2 separate regions of the Salmo salar genome follow, and region 1 is linked to region 2. A link is a contact called in public Hi-C data. All regions are on one chromosome and are shown on one strand. The core of a region is the stretch at or near the end of the contact, and the rest is flanking DNA. Distances in the headings are between cores, read along the strand shown.

The links. Hi-C and Micro-C count contacts between places; a contact is called where the count stands out from the background.
Region 1: a Hi-C map of muscle shows a contact between it and region 2, with 3 times the contacts expected there. The contact joins the promoter of LOC106574720 here to the enhancer-like site in region 2. A contact is called at or near these places in 2 of 3 Hi-C or Micro-C datasets (gill and muscle).

The regions. Positions count from the first base shown.
Region 1 is chrssa01:21,362,406-21,369,661 of Ssal_v3.1, reverse strand. It overlaps LOC106574720 (palmitoyltransferase ZDHHC14), which reads left to right and starts at 5,096. Exons shown (of 10, transcript XM_014150770.2): 1 at 5,096-5,294; 2 at 6,495-6,798. The coding sequence starts at 6,554.
Region 2 is chrssa01:21,321,812-21,328,777 of Ssal_v3.1, reverse strand. LOC106574720 (palmitoyltransferase ZDHHC14) reads left to right here. Exons shown (of 10, transcript XM_014150770.2): 3 at 6,860-6,966. Among protein-coding and RNA genes, the nearest start is that of LOC106574720, 39 kb to the left of the region's middle. Within about 2 kb of position 2,102, at least 1 of the 13 cell types and tissues checked has an H3K27ac peak or open chromatin away from gene starts, as enhancers often do. A contact at or near this core is called in muscle, where this site is marked.

The DNA of each region.
Region 1 (7,256 bases), core at 3,847-6,346, 38 kb before region 2:
GATGAAATTGGATGAAATGACATGGTGCTGAATGCTCTATGTGATTTAGGCCACGTTCTCTGTATGTGCAGCATGCCCCCTCTACCTAGAGTTAATGAGGACAAGACTCTTGACTTCACCTCAATCATTCCTTGTCCACAACATCACTGATAAGTGTGGGGGTCAGGTAAGCAAAACTGCCTGTACTTTGGAGTTGATCAGTCTGATAGAGCCTCAATCGGACAGAGAAAAAACTGTTTTTCAAGCTTACCCTCTGTGGTTATTTATTGCTCAAATAAAGCACTTAGATCTTTCCCAGAATTGTAATTTGGCCTCTGGATGATAGTTGATGATCTTATTTTGAACTGCCTTAAGAACACCATTCCAGTTACTGACATGGATGGGCTCATTAGATGTCATCATCTCATTTCAGGTTTGATTTTAAAGGGACGATTATAAGACTTCTTATGCAGAGCCAAACTCGGGAAGCAGATAAGAACCCACAGTATATATTTTTTCATAATAGTGCCTGTGAGGTACTTCGTATACCTAAAACGTCCTTCCTTACAATTCTCAAACTACTGTACCTGTCCTTTGGCAGTCTGTGTTGGTTGTTTGTAAGCAGACTGTCCTGTTCGAATGAAATACTATGATTCAGAGCACCACTTAATAAGATACCTTAGTTCAGAATGTAGAACATGGCACAGATTGTGTCAGAATGTGGGTAGTTGTACTGTAAATGTATTGGATTTTCACTCAGGGCCCACCACCACAGCAGTAGGCCTCCCACACAGCGCTGCTTCTGAGTGGCTGAGTCATAGCTCTGACAGCAATGCTGGAAGTGGTGCCAGAGCTGCTGCTGGCCTGGCTGGCTCCCTCCCACCAGCCTCCCACAAGCCTCCCAGCAGCCTCCCACCAGCCTCCCAGCAGCCTCCGAGCAGCCTCCCGCCAGCCTCCCAGCAGCCTCCCACCAGCTTCCCAGCAGCCTCCCAGCAGCCTCCCGCCACCCTCCCAGCAGCCTCCAACCATCCTCCCAGCAGCCTCCCGCCTCTCACCAATACTGGAGGTGAGTGAAAGAGTGTTCTGACAATATCTACATAACACAATATTGTGTGTGTGTGTGTGTGTGTGTGTGTGTGTGTGTGTGTGTGTGTGTGTGTGTGTGTGTGTGTGTGTGTGTGTGTGTGTGTGTGTGTGTGTGTGTGTGTGTGTGTGTGTGTGTAGTTTTTGAATATCTTTTGGGGGAAATCAGTCTGTAAAAATGGGGATTCTTTGTATATTTCAGGATTTCCCAAACTCGGTCTTCGGACCCCAAGGGGTGCATATTTAGTTTTTTGCCCTAGCACTACACAGCTGATTCAAATAATCAACTAATCATCAAACTTTGATCATTTGAATTAGCTGTGTAGCGTTAGGCCAAAAACTAAATATGCACCCCTTGGGGTCCGAAGACCGAGTTTGAGAATGCATACAACAGCTTTATCCACTATGTCAGCCTCATTATACTGTATATATGTTTCATATGATGTAATCCACTAGTATGAAAGTGTTTTGGATTATAACATCCAAATGCTGTTTGATTGGAAATGTGTTTCATGGCAATACCTCCTGAGACTGCTGATCAGTCTATATGTACAGTAAATGTTACAACTACCTTCAGAAAGTATTCACATCCCTAGACATTTTCCACATTTTGTTGTGTTACAGACTGAATTTTAAATAGATTAAATTTAGATGTTGTGTCACTGGCCTACACACACAATACCCCATAATGTCAAAGTGGAAATGCTGAAATGAAATGTCTGGAGTCAATAAGTATTCAACCCCTTTATTATGGCAAGCCTAAATAAGTTCAGGAATAAAAATTTGCTTAACAACTCATATAATAAGTTGCAATAATAGTGTTTAACAGGATTTTTGAATGACTACCTCATCGCTGTACCCCACACATACAATTATCAGTTGAGCAGTGAATTTCAAACACAAATTAAACCACAAAGACCAGGGAGGTTTTCCAATGCCTCGCAAAGAAGGGCACCTATTGGTAGATAAAAAAAGCAGACATTGAATATCCATTTGAGCATGGTGAAGTTATTAATTACACTTTGGATGGTGTATCAATACACCCAGTCACTACAAAGATACAGGTGTTCTTCCTAACTCAGTTGCCGGAGAGGAAGGAAACCGCTCAGGGATTTCTCCATGAGGCCAATAGTGAAACAGTTACATACTTTAATGGCTGTGATAGGAGAAAACTGAGGATGGATCAACAACATTGTAGTAAATAAATTAGTTAACATTTCTAAAAACATGCTTTCATTTTGTTATTATGTGTAGACAGGTGAGAAAAAACAATTTAATTCATTTTGAATTCAGGCTGTAACACAACAAAATGTGAAATAAGTCAAGGGGTATGAATACTTTCTGAAGGCACTATATCCACATTTTACTATGAACATAAAATTGTATTTCCAATGTATTGTATATGAAAAAACCTGTGGAGATGTCTTTAAAGTCATAAAGAATGATGTATAGGCTATGTGCACCACTACTCTGAGAGTCTAATGAGCAGATTGAGCTCCTTTTCCAATCTCATTTCTACTCAATAGTGGAAAGTAGTGATCTAAGCCCACTCAGGTTCTCATACAGTACATGAAAAACAACTTCCTGTGCTCTCTCTGAGTCTATTTCTCACCGCTGAGAGACCTGTTGATAATATGTATGTATGCCCAATGACTCAGACAGGGAGTTCTCTAAGCCTGCCTGTGAAAGAGGAGCATTGACTGAACAAGGACATGTTTGTAGGACAGTGGGAGTGATTGAGTGAATCAAGCTGGAAGCCAGAGGCATTGTTCAGACTTGGAGATGTGTAGGAGGGCTGTGAGAGTGATCGAGTGAATCAAGCTGGAAGCCAGAGGGATTGTTCAGACTAGGAGATGTTAAGGATGGCTGTGGTGTGTAGGTGGTATGGGGGAGTGAAGAACCCAGAAAAATGACATGACCTTGACCAAAGCAGAACCTCAGGAACTTGCAGCATCACATGACGAGGCTGGCATTAGAGGGCATGTCTGTATGACAGCTGGTTTGGACTACCTTATGGGTACACAAATATGACTGTAACGTGTGTGCTGGGAGTCAGGAAGCAAGTTCAGGGAGTGAATAATTTAATAAATGAATGAAACATAGTACAAAACAAGAACCACAAACAACACACAGACATGAAACAAAAACAATGACATCTGGGGAAGGAACCAAAGGGAGTGACATATATAGGGCAGGTAAAGGAGATGATGGAGTCTAGGTGAGTGTCATTATGCGCTGATGTGCATGACGATGGTGACAGGTGTGCGCCATAATGAGCAGCCTGGTGACCTAGAGGCCGGAGAGGGAGCACACGTGACAATGACTCCCCTGTTAATGTAAACATGGTAGACTAGAATTCAGGATCTAAAAGGGCATAATTTTCATGATCTATTGATTATATTTGTTCTATTAGTGAAGCTGTAGATAATATATGAATGTTCTTTTTTTGGATTATTCAGGCATTGGACATTTGTGTTTATTTTCTTTCCAGATGTGCAATCAATGAGATCAATGGGCTACTACGTTCCCCATAATTCCTGTTGCACAGCTATCCACCAATTCATGTATTTGCTATCCACTGACCAAGATGAAGAGCTCAGAGGGGATGTGTCACAGCAGGAAAGAAGTGTGAAGACACGAAAAATGTAAAACCATGGTGCTAAGTACAAACCTTCGTCCCCTGAATAAAAGACAAGTAAAATTAAATCCACTTTATTGCTTGAGCATCTTGAGGATGTTGGATCCCATTGGTCTGAGAATCATGAGATGGAGTCAGTCGGCAGTAATGAGTCCTTTGAAAATGAACCTGACCAGGATGAAGGTCAACCTGTGGAGACAGGTTTGGTGGTAGAGATTTCTAACGTTTGCCCTGAGAATCCTACGAGAGATGAAAAAGTGGATCCATGCTTTTTTGGAAAAAGTGGATCTATCCAACCCATACAGTGCATTCGGAAAGTATTCAGACCCCTTCCCTTGTTCCACATTTTGTTACGTTACAGCCTTATTCTAAAATGTATACAATTATTTTTTACCCCTATCTGTGATTTATTTAGAATCCAAGACACACTTAACCAGCATGACTAACACAGCATTCTGCAGCAATACGCCGTCCTATCTGGTTTGCGCTTAGTGGGACTATCATTTGTTTTTCAACAGGACAATGACCCAAAACACACCTCCATGCTGTGTAAGGGTTATTTGATCAAGAAGGAGAGTGATGGAGTGCTGCATCAGATGACCTGGCCTCCACAATCACCCGACCTCAACCCATTTGAGATGGTTTGGGATGAGTTGGACCGCAGAGTGAAGGAAAAGCTGCCAACAAGTGCTCGGCATATATGGGAACTCCTTCAAGACTGTTGAAAAAGCATTCCTCATGATGCTGGTTGAGAGAATGCCAAGAGTGTGCAAAGCTGTCATCAAGTCAAAGGTTGGCTACTTTGAAGAATCTAAAATATATTTTGATTTGTTTAACACTTTTTGGTTCACAATTATTCTACAATGTAGAACGTAGTAAAAATAAAGAGTAGGTGTGAGTAGGTGTGTCCAAACTTTTGACTGGTACTGTATGTCCCTCTTTGTGGCACTTGACCATATGACAGGGCAGTAGTACCGGTGCAACACAACTAGAGCCTGTAGGACTTGTTTTGTTGATAGCTATGTCAAGAAAACAGAGCAGTGCTTTATTATAGCCATGGTGATTAACTGAACTGCACGGATGGAGTGGACATCACAGAAGATAGGTGTGGTAGTTGCAGCAGCAGAGAAATATTTGGGTCTGAGAGATTTTAGTGCAGAAGATCTACAGGGAGTTTTGAGAGAAGGGGTTTCATCCTCCCAGGCTGATGGCCTGGTGTAGGATCGTTTAGGGCCAAAGTCGTGGGATGGGTGGTGGGTTTTGGGGATAGACAGTTGCAGGGTTAGATGGTGGTGCAATTTATAATCTTCCCCTTTCCCTTTTTTGTGATAAATGTGCAATATGCACTCCGACCTCCGAAAGGCAGCAATACTCAAACACAACGTCTGGTCTGCCAGAAATTCACACGAAGAAGAATGTGTTTCGAGGAGGGCGGGATGTGTGCTCGGTATGTTGTTGTTTGTTAGTTGCAATGAACAGCGCAACGTGATGGAGACAACAGTGTGAATGCTTTCCGAACAAACACAGTGGGATATCCCGATGTTTCAGCAGCCTTGCTGGGAATGGTGCAACTTTTCACTACGCAAGCGAACGAGTACGTGACATAATTGTGTGACTATCCCCAGATGTAGCAACTGTAGATGGAAATTGGACCTGCAAGCGGCGTTCTGATTTTTCGTATCACACGCAAACTTGTCTGAAAATCACTCGCGCTGTCTTTCTACTGTGGTTGAGTTTGAAATGGTGTGGCGTGGGACCTACCCAGACTATCCTCTGACTTTCCATGATTGAAGTGTTTGATATTTTCATACCAGCCTTTTGTAATTCCGAGAGAAATTATGATATTGCTTTCGACTGCAGTTTGCAACAAACACGGATAAGGAGACCAGATAAAAGTGGCGTACCAGCAGTGTCGACTTTCTTTGGTGAGCTGTCCAGAGGAATGTCAAAACTGTAGGGTTTCTGTGATGCTATGCTGTTCGGGATGTGCCCGTAATGCTTGGTGAATGAAAACGGGTGTTGGCTCACAGGAAACGACAGAACACTCAGAAGTTTGCTCTCGAGCTAACGTTAGCCTAGCTAACTAGATCTAGTTACTTGGCTGCATTTTCTTTTTGCTAGCTAGCTGACGTTAGCTGTCTATACCTAGTCAATAGTAAAGTCATGTTGCTGGGTGATTTCAGATAACATTACCTAACTAGCGTTAGCTAGTTAACGTTTGTTTATTTGATCATGGTAGGTAGGTAGTTAGCTAGTTCAGTTAGCTAGCTAGGGCCAAGACTTATTAGCTAAGTATATTTGATTAAACCATTAATTGCAACCGTGTTAGTTGCTAGCTAGTGAAAAGTTTCAAGCATGTGAGAAGCTGTCACTGGTAGCTAACTAACGTTACTTAGCTAGTTAGTTATGTAGCCTAGTAAGATGGATAGCCAAGTAGGTCTGGATGTCATGCTGGAAACGTTTGTGTGCTCGTCATTACTAGCTACATACACTCACCATAGCCCATAAACGAATAAAACCATAGCTAGCTGTTAAAACATGAACTCTAAAATGGTAGCAAGCTAACCCTATACTGGCTCCTTAAAACATCATCTGCAAAACATTGAATGTGATCCTATAATCAGACTGATCCCAGATCTGTTTATATTGTTTTGCCAACAACTATTAATTGTCTGTCTGGCATGACAACATAGGAGTTGACTGTATACTCCACACACAGATCTGGGACCAGGCTATAATCAGACCACTATTTTTCCAGTAAAATAACATCACAGTTCTGTTGCTTTCATTTCAGCGGTGCTCCTGGTCCTGGACTGCTTCAACTGTGGAGGGGATCTCACTGAGTGACCATTGATGCTGCAACTCGGGGTGGCTGAGCCTATGCGAGAGTGCGAATACAGCCAGATCAGCACTCGCAGCTCAACCCCGATGGAAACTCCATACAAGAAGAGGACCCCCAAAAAGAGGAAGTGGCAAGCCTTCCCGGGGCGGAATAAATTTTACTGCAATGGTAGGATCATGATGGCCAGACAGACAGGGGTTTTCTACCTCACCCTAGTCCTCATTCTCATCACAAGTGGACTCTTCTTCACTTTTGAGTAAGTAGCTAAAGGTTTTTCCCTATGTTTTGCCATCCTTTGGCCCACATTGCCTATGAACAGGGCATTGGGGCTGTAGCTAACAAAGAGCCAGGGTTTATGGTCCAACCTGTCACTGTTAATTAGCCAGTGGTAGCCTGTATGTGGATGAGATGGGCTCCCTCACTCTTCCTCAAGGTGCTCTTTCACCTTGTGCTGTCACATTGAGTAGGAGTTGGCAGAGTTGTAATAAGCCTTGTAATTCTGTTAGCTCAGCTTTAATGTTTAGTCTGACCTATTTCTGGAAGTCTCTCAGCAATTAATATGGAGTAGATAGCATAGCTTCTTGTCTTAACTCTCATGCATCATTCTTACTGACAGGGACAGCCCACTTGATGTCCTTTTGTCTCCTGAGTTACTCATCATGGTAACACCTGTCTGGTTTCCTTTGAAAAGGTGTGGCTGTTCTAGTTTCTGTC
Region 2 (6,966 bases), core at 853-3,352:
GATCAGCAACAAAGAGTGATCAAATTAGAATCCTACATCAGTAGTGATAATGGCCTATCCCAAAACAATAATAGTGTAAGCTTAGTATGGCCTCTGGTTGTCTGTTTTTGTTGTTGTTGGTGTGCTGAGAACTAAAGCTCACTTTTTAATATAACACAATTGCTTTTGACTTTGTTTGATCCAATTATCTGTTCAGCTATGTGAAAAGCAGACCGCCTTCCTACAGTTATTTTGAGCCTCATGGTTTTGTATGGGCTGTCTGTTGGACCCTGGATAAGTGGGATGAATCGGTTTGGTGTGTATTGTTATTTTCCCTCCGCCTCCTTTCTGGTACTCCAACATGACAACACAACAGCAATTTGACCTTTTCTCTCCAATGCTGTGCAGATTAGCTCTCAGATAGTGCAGGGATTTATACTGTTTAACCTCTCTGGGGTAACGTCCCACCTGGCCAACATCCGGTGAAATTGCAGAGCGCCAAATTCAAAATACAGAAATAGTCGTAATAAACTTTCATAAAAATACAAGTGTTATACATCGGCTTAAAGATGAACTTCTTGTTAATCCAGCTGCTTTGTCAAATTTCAAAAAGGCTTTATGGCAAAAGCATACCATGCGATTATCTGAGGACAGCGCCCCGCTTACAAAAGCATACAAACATTTTAGTAAAGGAATTACTAAAGTCAGAAATAGCGATTTAAAATTAATCACTTACCTTTGAAGATCTTCTTCTGGTTGCAGTCACAAGAGTCCCAGCTACACAATAAATGTTCATTTTGTTCAATAAAGTCCCTCTTTATATCAAAAAAACTCAGTTTTGTTCAGTAATCCACTGGCTCAAAGGCGTTCAAAACATGCAGACGGAATACATCCTAATAGTATCGGTGAAGTTCGTCGAAACGTCAAACGATGTTTATAATTAATCCTCAGGTTGTCTATTGTCTAAATAATCGATAATATTTAAACCGGACAATAGCGTCTTCATTAGAAAGGAAAAACAACGAAGGGCGTGCAATCGGTCACGCGCGCAAACCAGCTCTGCTTGATTCTACAGTCCACTTACAAAATGGTCTCATTCTTCTTCATTTTTCAGAAAACAAGCCTGAAACAATGTCTAGACTGTTGACATCTAGTGGAAGCCATAGGAACTGCAATCTGGGTCCTAACCATTTAGATACTCTATAGGCATTCAATTGAAAACTACCCACACCAAAAAAATCCAACTTCCTGGATGGATTTTTGCCTGCCATATCAGTTCTGTTATACTCAGACATTATTTTAACAGTTTTGGAAACTTTAGTTTTTTTATCCAATACTACCATGCATATGCATATCCTAGCTTTTGGGCCTGAGTAACAGGCAGTTTACTTTGGGCACGTTTGTCATCCAAACTTCAGAATACTGCCCCCTACCCAAGAGGTTAACAAGCCCTGGATGCATCGAGCAGAAAGGAGCAATCACTTTGCTCATCCTAGCCTGGGTTAACCCTCCCGCAGAGGGGGCAGGTAGCGTCCGCAGGTATCTGTACCATTCATATGATGACAGGAGAAAAACATTCAAACTGTAGTTTCATTCTGTCTTGCTTAGCGGTTTCTATCATTAAAAGCAGACAATGGCACTAGATTGATGGACACACTATTGGACTGCTATGGTCAGAGTGAATGACTCTTAGTTCCACTCTGGCCTTCTATACTACAGGGTCATGGTGGTGATGGGCTATATATATCAAGCTCTAGCAGGGCTCAAACTTGGCTCTGAGGATTTGGCCTGGTAATGGATTACATCGTCAGGCAGGGCAGGAGCAGGCCTCTGGAGTACATCTTCCTCACTGTAATCTCTCCTCACAGGGACAGCTGTGCTCAGAACGACATGATCTCTCAACAGACACAGGTGGAGGGGGATCCACTGGGTCTGTTCTACCTCATGGGAATGAGAGCTTCATCATGTAGTGGGTTGTATGCATTCATAGTCAGTGTCTTTGCAACTCCATTGCTACACCATCTCCAGTGCATTTAATCGTGTGTCTCCCTCTCTCCCAGACTCTATGTCAGAGAGGGTGATGATGTCAGTGAGTTGGTATGCTCACCCTTGGTTGAGCTGTAGAAAGTCTCACTATGACCTGCCTCTGGTCTGTAACTCTGCTATACCCTCTGCTCTATCAGCATGTGACTGTGGAAGAGTCAGTGCTCACACACACACACACACACACACACACACACACACACACACACACACACACACACACAATTTCCAGGCACACAGCAGATCACATTTAGTCCATCTCTGGCAGAACAGGAACCGTGGGATATTAGTCCAGCCAGCCCTGCTATTATCCCACCATTGTGCAGAGTAGACCCTAGCTGATGTCCCAGACAACAGGACAGAGGACACTACCACCATGTTTCATCCACACGGCTCTACTTTTACCCTCACTTTCTGAGGGAACTCATTTTCTCTGCTGCTCTGGGAACTTGGTGCAACAGGAGCTACTTTCACTGTTTCACTGTTACTTGATCACTTTTTATAGCAGGTCCAGATTTGGTGTGGCGACAGCAACTGCTGCCCAGTCGTGGTATTAATAAGGCTTACAGGATGTAGTGTCCTCCAGCTGGCCTGGCAGCAGCCTTACAGAGGGACGGGAACTTGGGAAGGGGATGGGCATTGACCAGGGTGTGCCCTGGGGGCAGGCCAGTAAGCAAGGCACATGGAGCCACCTGATGCAGCCACCCAGAAAAGACACCCAGAAAAGACAGCCAGTGGATTGGAAGACTGTCAGTCACACCCCAAAATTCTTTAAGTTTTGGCTGCATGAATTTATGCTAGTTGACGTGAGATTATCAGAAAGCTGAGAGAGACTTTTTTACCAGCTGGTGTTTGAACATTGATGGATCCTTAGCTTCCACTTTGGACTCCCATCCTCCACTCAAGCACCAAAGAATGGTAGGCTTATAATAGTGTAGCCAGGTTGGTGGGAGTGCTGGCTCCCACCTTCTGACCCTGGCTGCCACCCTGGTTCTGTAGCACCGTGGATATGGCCAGGCTCCCAAGGTGTTGCCATCTGGAGAATGGTGATTGAACAGGCCTCTGCCATAACTCTGCTAGATAGTCAACCACCAAAGCTCCCTGATTCACAATATCTTTGCATACCTAGTAGGGTTTCGCCGACATGGTCGTAATGGTATCTGTAAATGTACAGTTTTATAGTAGAGGTCGACCGATTAATCGGAATGGCCGATTAATTAGGGCCGATTTCAAGTTTTCATAACAATCGGTAATCTGTATTTTTGGCCGCCAATTTGTATTTTTGTATTTTTTTGTATTTTTTACACCTTTATGTAACTAGGCAAGTCAGATTAAGAACACATTCTTATTTTCAATGATGGCCTAGGAACAGGGGTTAACTGCCTTGTTCAGGGGGGATTCGTTTTTGCAACCTTCCGGTTACTAGTCCAATGCTCTAACCACCTGCCTTACATTGCACTCCACGAGGAGCCTGCATGGCAGGCTGACTACCTGTTACGCGAGGGCAGCAAGAAGCCAAGGTAAGTTGCTAGCTAGCATTAAACTTATCTTATAAAAAAACAATCAAACTTAACATAATCACTAGTTAACTACACATGGTTGATGATATTACTAGTTTATGTAACGTGTCCTGCTTTGCATATAATTGATGCGGTGCCTGTTAATTTCTCATCGAATCACAGCCTACTTCGACAAACGGGTGATTTAACAAGCGCATTTGCGGAAAAAGCACTGTTGTTGCACCAATGTACCTAACCATAAACATCAATGCCTTTCTTTAAAATCAATACACAAGTATATATTTTTAAACCTGCATATTTAATTAATATTGCCTGCTAACATGAATTTGTGTCACTTCTCTAGCGATCCGTGCAAGCAGTCAGGATATATGCAGCAGTTTGGGCCGCCTGGCTCATTGCGGACTGTGTGAAGTCCATTTATTCCTAACAAAGGCCGTAATTAATTTGCCAGAATTGTACATAATTATGACATAACATTGAAGGTTGTGCAATGTAACAGGAATATTTAGACTTGGGGATGCCACCCGTTAGATAAAATATGGAATGGTTCCGTATTTCACTGAAATAATAAACGTTTCGTTTTCGAAATGATAGTTTCCGGATTCGACCATATTAACGACCAAAGGCTCGTATTTCTGTGTGTTATTATGTTATAATTAACTCTATGATTTGATAGAGCAGTCTGACTGAGCGATGGTAGGCAGCAGCAGGCTCGTAAGCATTCATTCAAACAGCACCTTTGTGCGTTTTGCCAGCAGCTCTTCACAATTCTTCAAGCATTGCGCTGTTTATGACTTCAAGCCTATCAACTCCCAAGATTAGGCTAGTGTAACCGATGTGAAATGGCTAGCTAGTTAGCATGCGCGTGCTAATAGCGTTTCAAACGTCACTCGCTCTGAGACTTGGAGTAGTTGTTCCCCTTGCTCTACTTGGGTAATGCTGCTTCGAGGGTGGCTGTTGTCGGTGTGTTCCTGGTTCGAGCCCAGGTAGGAGAGAGGAGAGGGACGGAAGCTATACTGTTACACTGGCAATACTAAAGTGCCTATATGTAACGGCTGTCGTAGAGAGGGGACCAAAGCGCAGCGTGTTGATTGCTCATGATGAATATTTATTTTATAGTGTGTGTGTGTGTGTGTGTGTGTGTGTGTGTGTGTGTGTGTGTGTGTGTGTGTGTGTCTCGACTTGCAGCAGGCAGACAAGTTTGCTGTCACTCAGCGTTTTCATTATTTGTAATTATTTTTACTTGCCTCGCTTGTAAGATATTTTACACATTTATAGCTTGATAGCAAATGTCCTTGCTGTGTGATTTATCATAGTAGCAGGCAGCAGCAATCTATATTATCAGACCAAAAACATGGAGGAGAAGTGATTGGGTGAAATTATGGGGAAATACAACTTCACTCTATCCAATCAGAGCAATCAATCAAATGTATTTATAAAGCCCTTCTTACATCAGCTGATGTCACAAAGTGCTGTACAGAAACCCAGCCTAAAACCCCAAACAGCAAACAATGCAGGTGTAGAAGCACGGTGGCTAGGAAAAACTCCCTAGGGGGGCGCCAACCCGGACAGGAAGATCACGTCAGTGACTCAACCCACTCAAGTGACGCACCCCTCCTAGGGACGGCATGGAGGAGCACCAGAAAGTCAGTGACTCAGCCCCTGTAATAGGGTTAGAGGCAGAGAATCCCAGTGGAGAGAGGGGAACCGACCAGGCAGAGACGGCAAGGGCGGTTCGTTGCTCCAGTGCCGTTCCGAGTATCGCAGGATGAGCGTAGAGCCCGCCCTGTTCTTTACAGACAGGCAAACTAACCACGTAGGACCTCGCACATGACTGACCTGAGAAAGGTGTGTGCTGGCACCTGAGTTTCTTTTTCTTCGATCACAGCTAATTACAAAACATACTCTGATCATAATCGTATCCAGAAAATTGACCATATCCGTTACGATACTCTTTTTGTCCGACTACTCGGCACACCCCTATTACCTAGTCTTTCCTAGCATGCCATGTTTTCAGGTTCTCACATAGTGCCAACTAACACTGACGGAAAACATGACTATAGATAATTTCCCCTCTCGTCTCACCTCTCTGTCTACACACACAGGGATGTATGCTACCTTTCTCCCACTTATCACTCTCAGCAACCTATCACTATCACTGCCTTTTAGAGGCCCTAACTTGGCCTTTATGATCAAATGTGATTTTGCTTGGCATTGACTTTCAAGCCACAATCAATGAGTGAGAGCAAAAGTGTAGCGTACTCTGTGAACGGCAGCACTGCTGTCCTCCCGCTGCAGGCATTTTCTCTCCTGCTGTTGAACATCATACTAATGGAATAATGTCTCCCTCTCACCTCTCTGTGCCCTGTTCCATGTCATCTAGCCTCATAACAATCCATCCTCTCTGAGAGACTAAAGCATGTTTAGGATCACCTCTCTGTGCCCTGTTCCATGTCATCTAGCCTCATAACAATCCATCCTCTCTGAGAGACTAAAGCATGTTTAGGATCACCTCTCCCTCTATGTTGTGAATTTGGGGACAGTTCAATGATGAGCGGTTTGTTAATTACATTTTTTGACGTGTGTTTGAGATTATGAACGGTTTTACCAGTCTGATCAGGCGCTGTTCCTCTTCCTTCTATTCCTGGGCTACAGTAGTCATATCATTCAGATGGGCTAGTGCGGTACAGAACTTTTTGAGCAAGGCTCAACTCTATAGTACAGTTTTTCATAGTAAGTGTCTGATTTAAGTAACAGAATGGCATTTTGTTTGTTTGATAAACAATAAGGACTCCGTGTCACTCACATCTGCCCCCGCTCCCGCTCCCCGTCAGTAATGAAATCAGAAGTGACAGTGCATGGCCCAGCCATATCAGCTCTAATGATAAAGCGATTACAGTAATAAGTACTTGCAAGATCAGACCTAACTAACGGGATAAAACTCAATGATCTGTCATTAGATCAGATTACGGTGCAGTTCAGGGCAGACACTGGGGAAGCCCTGGCCCAGGGGGAGGAGGGGGCTGAGTGGGTGGGATAGAGACAGACGTCCGGAGAACTGTCTGTAAACGGAGGTTATGAGTCTCCATATCTAATATCTACGCTCTGCTTTGAAATGGGGCTGGGCGTGGAGGAAAATTATACCCACTTCCGAAACTACACTTTCTTGGCCAGCAAACACGTGCCGCGGATTCTCATGATGGTCGTACGTTTGACTTGGTGCAGCCTGCTCTGAATACTTCAGTACTTGCATACGAGTCTAACTCTGCCTCTCTCTCTCTCTCTCTCTCTCTCTCTCTCATCTTTCTTTCCCTTAGCTGTCCCTTCCTGTCGGTGCAGCTCACCCCAGCCATCCCAGTGATAGGGGGAGTGCTATTTGTCTTTGTGCTGGGGACTCTCTTCAGGACCAGCTTCAGTGACCCGG